Regions from separate parts of the Mus musculus genome. Here all the other regions are linked to region 1. A link is a contact called in public Hi-C data. All regions are on one chromosome and are shown on one strand. Each heading gives the region's core, a stretch centred on a gene start, on an enhancer-like site or on the middle of the called end of the contact. The rest is flanking DNA. Distances are from core to core; before and after follow the strand shown.

Region 1 (3,025 bases), core at 382-2,881:
TTGTTGGGGAATGACTTTCACCTCATCACGGGCAGTGGAAGATTGGTTTTCATCACTTGCTTGGATTTCATGAGACCCATAAATGTACAGTTACTGCGTGGAAACAGTTGAGCAGTGGTCCTGGTGAGGTGGGAGCACTTTCATAGTTAGTCTTGCCTCCGATCATCCTCCCATTGATACATGTTGGGAGCAAAAATCCACAGTCAGTAAAGGGATAGTAATGTTAAGGGAACGGTAATGTTACAGGGACAGTAATGTTGGAAAATGCTCACTTTTCTGTCACTATGCTGGCATCTAGCATAGTGTTTATGCATGTATGTATCTGTGAATGTATGGATGTTCGATGTGTTTTGTGTGTGTGTGGTATGTGCATGCATATACGTGTGTGAATATGTGCATAGCATGCCTAGACAGTCAGTGTTGGTATGGAAGAGAAGGAACTGTAGGCTGGTAGCTAGTGCTAATATCCTGGAACAAGAGTCAGCTATATCTCTATTTTAAAAAGCCAGTAGGAATAGTGACCTGCATGCTTCAGAAGCAGGAGGGAACTTTTGAGACTGCACCAACAGCTACCTGATTCGAAACAGTACATTTACAGACCTGTTAACTTTCATGTTCTCAGACCAATCCAACCAAAACATTTGCCAGTCACCCCCTTAAAATGTCAGTTTTCACATTTGGTGAGGTGAGGGGAAACTGCCTTCTCTACCAATCTTTACAGCTGTTCTTACTACAAAGGGAAGCTCAGTGTTGTACAAAATGATGAAAGAATCATTGTTTAAGCAAGTGGTTTGCTCAAACACTACCTTAACTTGATTTTTCTACTTTTCTCATTATACTGTGAAAATCATATCTTGTGTGTGGCCTTGATGACATGTGAACAGGAAGCTGATGAAATAGCGATATGATACAGTCTTGCATATCAGCAAGGACATGCACATATTCACACATGTATTCACATGCACATACTACACACATGAACATCTGTACATTCATAGATACATATATGCATAAACATACAATCATGTATGCACAGAGATACCCACACAGGTGCATATATATTTATGGTTTGCAACTCGGCAGAGAAAACATGCTAGGTTGGCTTTGTACCCCCGAGCCACATCTCCAGCTTCGTTTAATTTTTGGTATGATTTTTAATTTGAGACAGAATCTCACTAAACTGCTCAGGCATGAAGAGAACTTTCGATCCTCCTGCCTCGGCTTCCCACACAGACATCAGAACCCTCAGTATATGCTACATTTGGCTTGTGAGGCTGAGTGTTGTTGCTGTTTGTTGGGGGGAGGTTAGTGTCATGCCACTTGATTAGGATGGTATTTATAGAAGATAATTATCTCTGTTTCATATGTAAAAGTCAAGGAAGAATGACGTGCTGTGGGCTAGGGAGCTGGAGGAACTGGTCTGGACCCTAATTGTTCTGATGACCAAAGCCACATCCTTCCAAACCTTTGCCACCAGCACCTAACCAGATTATAGAAAGGAAGTGAGACCTTGAAAAGAGGTCTCTCTCTCCAAACACAGTTCACTCTCTCAGAGCTCTGCCAGTATAGCCGCAGTGAGCCTAAGTCCTGAGAACAAATGGCCATTTCAGATGCCCAGATTCTGTTGTAAAAATCCACTTCCTGTTTGAGCAACATTCCACAGCTAGCTGCCCTTCCTCCCCCTGCCCCCCTCCCCCAACTGTGATTTATGGTTGCTTTTTCTTGAGGGTGTTCACGGTTGCCCCTTCTCTTTTAGCAATCGATCCACTCCTAGCAACCATGACCGGATACAGCGTCTACGGCAAGAGTTCCAGCAAGCCAAACAGGATGAGGATGTGGAAGACCGGCGCCGTACCTACAGCTTTGAGCAATCTTGGGTGAGTGTTTGGTCCCTCTGCCCAGCAAATAGGCTAACAGCTGCCCTGAAAGAGAGGCCCCTGAGCTATGACCTCAGTCCTTTATGAAATAAGACAAGATGGAGCCAAATCCCTCTGACCTTTAGCATTCTGACCTTTCCCTCATTTCCATCTGGGTTCCATCATTGCTAATCTCATTTTGTATCTTGTTCTACCATCTGTCTGCTGTGTAATAGGTTCAAAATAGCTGTATGATGAGACACCACCACAGAATGTCTGCTCTCTATCCACTGCATTTGCTATTAGGTTTACTCAATGCCTTTTCGTAGAGCAGAGCCAACGTAAGTTCAGCTCATGATCCTTTGTGTCTTTGAGACAGAAATTGGTAATTCTCTGTTCTCTAACCTCCCTTGGTACTTTTTGTTTTGTTCTGTTATGTTTTATTGAGACAGGGCCTCATATAGCCCAGGCTACCCCCATTTCCATCCCCCATCTATATAGTCAAGAATAACCTTGAACTCCTGATCCTCCTGCTTCTGTTTCCCATGGAAACAGAAACATGCATCATCATGCCTGTTAGCTGTGGTTGCTGGTCATCAAACCCAGGACTTCACGCATCCTGGGCAAGCACTCTCTACCAACTGAGCCACATCCCCAGTCCTGTCAAGTATTTGTCGAATTCCTGTTTGTCTGTTTTCACCTCTCTTCTCATCCATCCCATGTGCGGCCATTTCAGTGATCTCCACAGAACAAAACTGTGGCTGCTACTCCTGTGTCCTGCATCTGTGAAACTTGGTGGCACATCTGGGTAGAGAGATGGCAAAAGAGTAGGGGTTGTAGACAGGAAAGGTTTGTTTGGAAGGCTTTCTGGGGAGGGTGGGAATGAGTCAGTAAGAGCTGCTCACAGAGGCAAACACCCCTCTGGGCTTTAAAACTTCAAGCCCTGGTGGTAGGTCCACCCCCATTGACTGTCTGGAGGACTAAGAGAGAAGGAAACAAATTTTTAGAGAAACTCTGATTGAGATGGGAGAGACCAACAGGTAAAAGGCCAGGATGTGCTTCAGTCCTGATGAGAATTCTGGGGTCAGAGCTAGTTAGTCTGAGTAGGGGGACCTGTGCAGCTAGAAGTTGGGTCACCCCAGTAGCTCAAGAGTATGTAAGAATGGCCA
Region 2 (3,025 bases), core at 212-2,711, 240 kb after region 1:
TTAGGCTTTTAGCTCTGTGAGTGTTGGAGACAGAGTCCTTGTCTTCCTAGTCCAGGAGTGGAGTGAACCTGTGTTTCATGATCACTGTAGAGAGAATCTCTTGTGCACTGTCTGGAGGCATCAACTGTCAATAAAAAGCCTATGGCCAATGAGCTAAGCCAAGATTAAAAGCTGGACATGCAGTAGGGAGAGAGGATTCTGGGATAGAGACAGGGCAAAGAATATTCACCCTGAACTCTGAGGAAGATGGTTGCATGAAACTAAGGCAAGGTAATCAACCACATGGTGGGACTAAGAATACAATCAATGTGATAAGATAATTAAGTTATGAGCTAGCTAGAGTCAAAGCTTTTGGCCTAGGCAACTATTCATACTAATCCAGTCTCAGAGTTGTTATATAATGAAGTTGGGTATAAGTGTGGTTACAGATCACTGATCAGTGGCCTCTTTTGATGTGCCTCAACAGACACAGTTCAGGTGGCTGGCAGGCTTCTATGTACTGTTGATTCCATGACAGTCAAGACAGGGAAGGGGACCATGAGGTTTCTGTTATCCTTAGTGTGCCAAAGTCGAGATTCAAAGGCTGGCTGCACCAAAGGAGAGAGGTCTGGTCACCATGGTATCACAGGTATTACAGCTGCACCCCTAATCTCCCATGCTACACTCATATAACACTGGGATGATGACTGGACATTTGGTATCACACAACACATGTATCAGGATAGTTTGGGGCCACTGAGATGAAGTCTTCTGTATGGTGTGTGTTTGTTTCTTTCTTTTTAAAAAAGTTTTAAAGAGTACACTGTCGATCTCCTCAGACATACCAGAAGAAGACATCGGATTCCATTACAGATGGTTGTGAGCCACTATGTGGTTGCTGAGAATTGAACTCAGGACCTCTAGAAGAGCAGTCAGTTCTCTTAACCACTGAGCCATCTCTCCAGTTTCGAGGGTATGTGCTTCTTTTCTCATTGTGGCGAAAAAGAACTTGACAAAAGTAACTTAAAGAAAGAGTGAGTGATTTTGGCTCACAACCATCTGTAACTGTTGTTCCAAGAAGTCTAATGCCCTCTTCTGGCCTCCATGGACAGCAGGCATGAGTGTTTATAAACAAAACACTTATACATGTAAGATAAAAATAAAATTTAAAAATCATCAAATCAAAGCATTCACTACTTTTTTTTTAACACCCCCATGCAGTTTTTCCCCACATAAATGCTTGCTTTCCCTTCCTCAGCACCTTTACTGACTACTTTGGAGACCTCTTTACTGCATGTTCTTCCTGAATCCCAGGGGCTGAAGCTGGTAAGTGTTATGTTACTGGATCTAAAATGTCTCCCATGGGCTCTTATGTTTTAAAATTTGGTCTCCTGCTGGTGGAGCTGTTTTGCAAGGTTATGAGAGCTCTGGGACACGGGAACTTGGCTAGAGGAAATAGGTCACTGGGGGTAGCCCCAGCTTCTGGCCTAGCTCTGTCTGTCTTCTTTCTCTGCCCCGTCTGGGAGCTCTACCCCATCTCTCTGTGGCCATGTTGTTTCTGGATCAAGCCTTCTCCATCATGAGAAACTGAATTGTGTGAAGTTAGAAGGTATTTTGTCATAGGGATGAGAAAGTAACTAATACAATGAATGATATAGAACATAGGGAAAGACCTCTTTGCTTGTTGTGTCCATGAGGACACCATGTGGCATAAATCCAAAACCACATCAACAGGTCTGGTTTCTCTTCTCAGTGGTTCCTGGTGACTAAAATAATCAGTTATGGCTATGGGCTTGGTCTGCCTTCCTATAAATGATATCTTTAGACCTGTGCCTTATACTATGGCCTCAGTTGGAAATGAAGACATCATAAAGTTACAATGAGGTCATAAGGTCACAATGAAGGTCATATATTGTGATGAAGTCATTATTACAATGGCATGAAATCACAATGAGGTCACAAAGTCACAATGAGATCATGAGTTACACTGTGGTCTGAAACTCATGATATGGTTATGATCAGAATGAGGTCATGAATTATAATGAGGTCATGAATTATGGTGATAAATTATGGTGAGGTCATAATTATAATGAGGTCATAATTATGATGATGTCATAAACTATATTATAAATTATTGTGCCATATAGGGTTAGGGTGATCTTAAGTCCAGGGACAGATGTTATAAGAAGGGAAGAACACACACATGTACACACTTACACATATGTGCAAGCAATATCTGAGGAGTATGACTCAGTGCTGGCTCTTACTGTTTCAGCCTAATATGGGCCATCGACATAAAGAAAGTGAATGCATAAATGAACAAATAAACACGTGGGTAATTAAGTGATGCCAGGGAAGACAGAGCTCAGGGTCAGGTAAGTATGGGAATTGAGAACAAAAGACCAAAAAGTGAGCCATGCAAAGCTCTATGAAGAGTCTACCAGGCAAAGAGACTATCGAGTAAAACCCTTGGGTTGGGAAGAACTTGATATAAGCAATGGTCAGAAAGAAACTGACCACTGGAATGGAAGGGGAGGTTTCAGAGACTTGGACCCCAAAACTCAGATTATGGAGATCTTGCCAGTTATAATGAATTTGACATTTAAAAATTCTAATGGGAAGCCTTTAACAAGTGGGTTTTGTGAATGTGTGAATCTGAGTCTATCTGCCAGGGCAGAAGCAATTGTTGGCATATTTTCCTTATAGACTCCAAGCTTAAAGATAAAGGTGAGGATCCCAAACATAATTGCAGATCTAGAAGATGATTAGCAGGCTGCTGTCTCCTCACTTGCTATAACTGGAGACTTCTAAGCAGCAGGTTCCCTCCCCAGTAGACTTCTTGCTAGTAAGAGAAGACTCTGGGCCTCCCTTGCATCTGCCCTGGCCTGGAGGAGTGTCTAATATGAGCAAAAACATGATGTGCTAAGATTTCTGCTGCCAAGAACACAATGAAATCAGTAGTGGCCCTGCCCTGAGGAGCTCACAGTCTCAACATGGTGTGAGCCACAGTGTGTTGTACATAGTGAGTGAGAAGCACAGAAAGAAT
Region 3 (3,025 bases), core at 369-2,868, 190 kb after region 1:
GTCTGTGTTCATGTATGTGATCACATATGTGAATATGTGGCTGTTTGTGTGTCTATGTGTGCTTCTGCCTGCCCATGTACATGGGAAGCTAGTGGTCAGTCTGGCTACCTCATGTTTTGGGAAAGGGTCTCTTACTGGCCTGAAGCTCACCAGCTAGTTCAGGCTGGGTGACCTTTGCATCTCAGAGATTCTTCAGTCTCTGCTTCCCCAGTGCTAGAATTACCACCACATGCCACCAGGGATAGCTTTTTCACCTGGGTTCTGGGTATCAATTTCAGGTTCTCAAACCTGCCTCTGGTGCAGCAGGCACTTTACTGTCTGAACCATCTCTCCAGACCTTCTTATGCTTCAGTGTTTCTTACGAACACTGTGACTTCAATTCTTCACATTTTTAATGAGCTTCAAAGTTCTCCAGTTAAATTGTACAATATTTGGAATTCCCTTTCTACTCTGCCACTTAGATGAGGGGAGTATGTTCGCATGGCTGCACACCTGTCTATTCAAATGCATGAGTGAGACTGTCACACTGGAAGGCTCTTAGTGATAAGGCCTTGCCATTGCTAATTGCTGGCTACCCTTCTGGGATTTGAGCTAGAGCTTCTTAGAATATGTCCAAATACCTGGAAGGCTGTGCTTGCCATAAGGATGCAGGTCACAGCTGCCAGTCAGAGCAATCTGCAGGGTAGGAATGAGGAGTGCAGGGAGAACAGCCTCCTTGATTAGCACCCCTGTGACTCCCTACTGGAAGCACTCCATAGCCTGATTCCAAGAGAGTCCCTGGGGATCAGGGAACTTCTTTGTCACAGAAGATGTAGACAGAGTCCAGATTCCACAGGAAATCCCAGGGGCAGCACCAGGGCTCAGTTCTGTTGACTCTCAGCTGGGACTCCTGGCCAAGCTGGCCAGCTTTTCCCCCAAGACCTATTGGTTGCCTTCATATGGTTTTCTACTCTGCCTTGTGGAGCTTCACCTGTCAGGACACTGCTGTGAAAGCATCAATCACCCAGGGCCCTCAGCTCTTTATCTCCACTGAGTATCGCTGGCTGCAAGGACCTCTGGTTCATAACCAGATGTATCGATCAGAGCTGTCTGGGGGATGGCCCTAATGGATACACTGAATGGAGTTAGCCATTAAGCACGGAGCTAAATAGTTCATTTTCTTCCACGAGACAGAATAAGATCACTTGGAGGAACATTTGGTATTGAAATCACAATAGCTAAAATGCCACGGAGCTTTAAAAAAAATTAAGTTTTCAGAATTGATTATAATATTTCTAAAGAGATTCTTTACCTTCTCACAAAATCAAACTTTGCACTTGGACTTGTCAGGCATCGGCTTTTAGAGAAACCTGTTTTTATGGCTCTGTCTGATTAATGGAAGGAGTCCCTTTCTTCACTGTAATAAAAACCAGGCTGTCTTACAGTGAGTGCCCTTCGAAACAGAAATCAAGAGATGATTTGAGCAGAATATTAACGCTGCTCTTTTAGACTTCTGGGTTTTATCCTATTTTAATAAACTAATTTAAAGCTGATCTCTCTAAAACACAATCTACATTTGTGGAAATGTGAGTGTTTATCACAGGGTTTGATGGTGATCTCCTGACACTCTATTCAGGGAAAGCAGAGGGAAGGCAGGCAGCAACCATAGTCTTTTGTGCACTGTGTGTGCTTGAATGAGCCAGATGGATGCGTGATTAGATGAATTTGGGTTTCTCAGTCATTTTATTGCAGCTATTGTTATACTTTACAATTCATGGGCCATAATTTTTAATTCAAGAACAGAGCGGATCTCATCTTTGGGATAGCTTCTCGGTATCCACTGATGAGGTCTTTTAGAATAAGGCCATGATCCCAGAAAACAAGGGTTTCTTTTATTATGCATTGGTTTGATTTAACCACACCCAACAGGAAATCTTAACACTTCTGTTAATTAGGGTGTTTCCTGGGCAGCTCTGAGGCCCCAAAGCTCAGCAGGCATCAGAATTACTTTAATACCTTCCCCCTTTAAAATCCCCTTGTGAGCCAGGAGCCTGAGCTGCACTGTGGAAGTTCATCAGCTTACTCTGATAGAACTGTTCCTCTCCATTATTCCTCAACCTTTTGTGCAAGAACCATTCCCCTTCATCACTCCCCTTTCTCACAACATTTTGATTTCTCTCACACACTACAAAAATCCCCACCACACTTTGTTGTGTGAGCTTTGCCCCATGACTTCCATGTAGCACACCTTCAACCTCATTTCTATGTAGTTGAGCTTGGCTATAAGACAGGGTGCATGCAAATGAAAAGGAGAGAAAGGACCAGAGAATTGGAGGTGTGGTGAGGTCTGATAAGAACCCATGAGTCAGTTTCTTCAATGATGCAGCCATCATATGTTGCCTATGCGCTTATAAGTAAACCTTGACACACACTACAAAGCAACCCCAATTAAACTTATTGAATCATGCACACACAAAGGCATGGAAGCTGAAGTTGAAAGTTGGGAAGAGGAAGAGGGTCATTGAGAACAGAAGAATGATGTCATAATGAAACTCAAGAGCCAAGACAGTTAGGCGGGTGTCTTAGGGTTTTACTGCTGTGAATAGACACCATGACCAAGGCAAGTCTTATAAAAAACAGCATTTAATTGGGGCTGGCTTACAGGTTCAGAGGTTCAGTCCATTATCATCAAGGCAGGAGCATGGCAATATCCAGGCAGGCATGGCACAGGCAGAGCTGAGAGTTTTACATCTTCATCCAAAGGCTGCTAGTGGAAGACTGACTTCCAGGCAGCTAGGATGAGGGTCTTAAAGCCCACGCTCACAGAGACAGACGTACTCCAACAATGTCACACCTCCAAATAGTGCTACTCCCTGAGGCAAGCATATTGAAGCCATGAGCGTGGGTAAACCTACCAAGCTGACAAACATGATCTGAATTGAGTCACTGAGACTTACATGGAGGAAGCAGAGAAGTGACTTCCACAAATTGACTTCCTGACCTCCATACTCATGGTACTTCACATGTGCATACCCCTCCACACACA

Evidence for each region. Hi-C and Micro-C count contacts between places; a contact is called where the count stands out from the background.
Region 2: a Hi-C map of the MNK3 cell line shows a contact between it and region 1, with 2.7 times the contacts expected there. The contact joins two enhancer-like sites. A contact is called at or near these places in 13 of 484 Hi-C or Micro-C datasets (B cells, LSK cells, the MNK3 cell line and 8 more) and 3 of 115 datasets of contacts at active chromatin or transcription factors (bone marrow-derived dendritic cells, double positive thymocytes and fibro-adipogenic progenitors).
Region 3: a contact with region 1 is called in a Hi-C map of the N1E-115 cell line, with 5 times the contacts expected there. The contact joins two enhancer-like sites. A contact is called at or near these places in 3 of 484 Hi-C or Micro-C datasets (the N1E-115 cell line, nephron progenitors and ventral hippocampal neurons).

Annotation. Positions count from the first base shown.
Region 1 is chr8:127,591,305-127,594,329 of GRCm38.p6, forward strand. Pard3 (par-3 family cell polarity regulator) reads left to right here. Exons shown (of 25, transcript NM_001309391.1): 23 at 1,757-1,877. Among named protein-coding and RNA genes, the nearest start is that of Gm32478, 38 kb to the right of the region's middle. Within about 2 kb of position 1,632, at least 9 of the 459 cell types and tissues checked have an H3K27ac peak or open chromatin away from gene starts, as enhancers often do. A contact at or near this core is called in the MNK3 cell line and the N1E-115 cell line, where this site is marked.
Region 2 is chr8:127,835,605-127,838,629 of GRCm38.p6, forward strand. No RefSeq gene overlaps it. Among named protein-coding and RNA genes, the nearest start is that of Gm32590, 31 kb to the left of the region's middle. Within about 2 kb of position 1,462, at least 11 of the 459 cell types and tissues checked have an H3K27ac peak or open chromatin away from gene starts, as enhancers often do. A contact at or near this core is called in the MNK3 cell line, where this site is marked.
Region 3 is chr8:127,777,838-127,780,862 of GRCm38.p6, forward strand. No RefSeq gene overlaps it. Among named protein-coding and RNA genes, the nearest start is that of Gm32590, 26 kb to the right of the region's middle. Within about 2 kb of position 1,619, at least 10 of the 459 cell types and tissues checked have an H3K27ac peak or open chromatin away from gene starts, as enhancers often do. A contact at or near this core is called in the N1E-115 cell line, where this site is marked.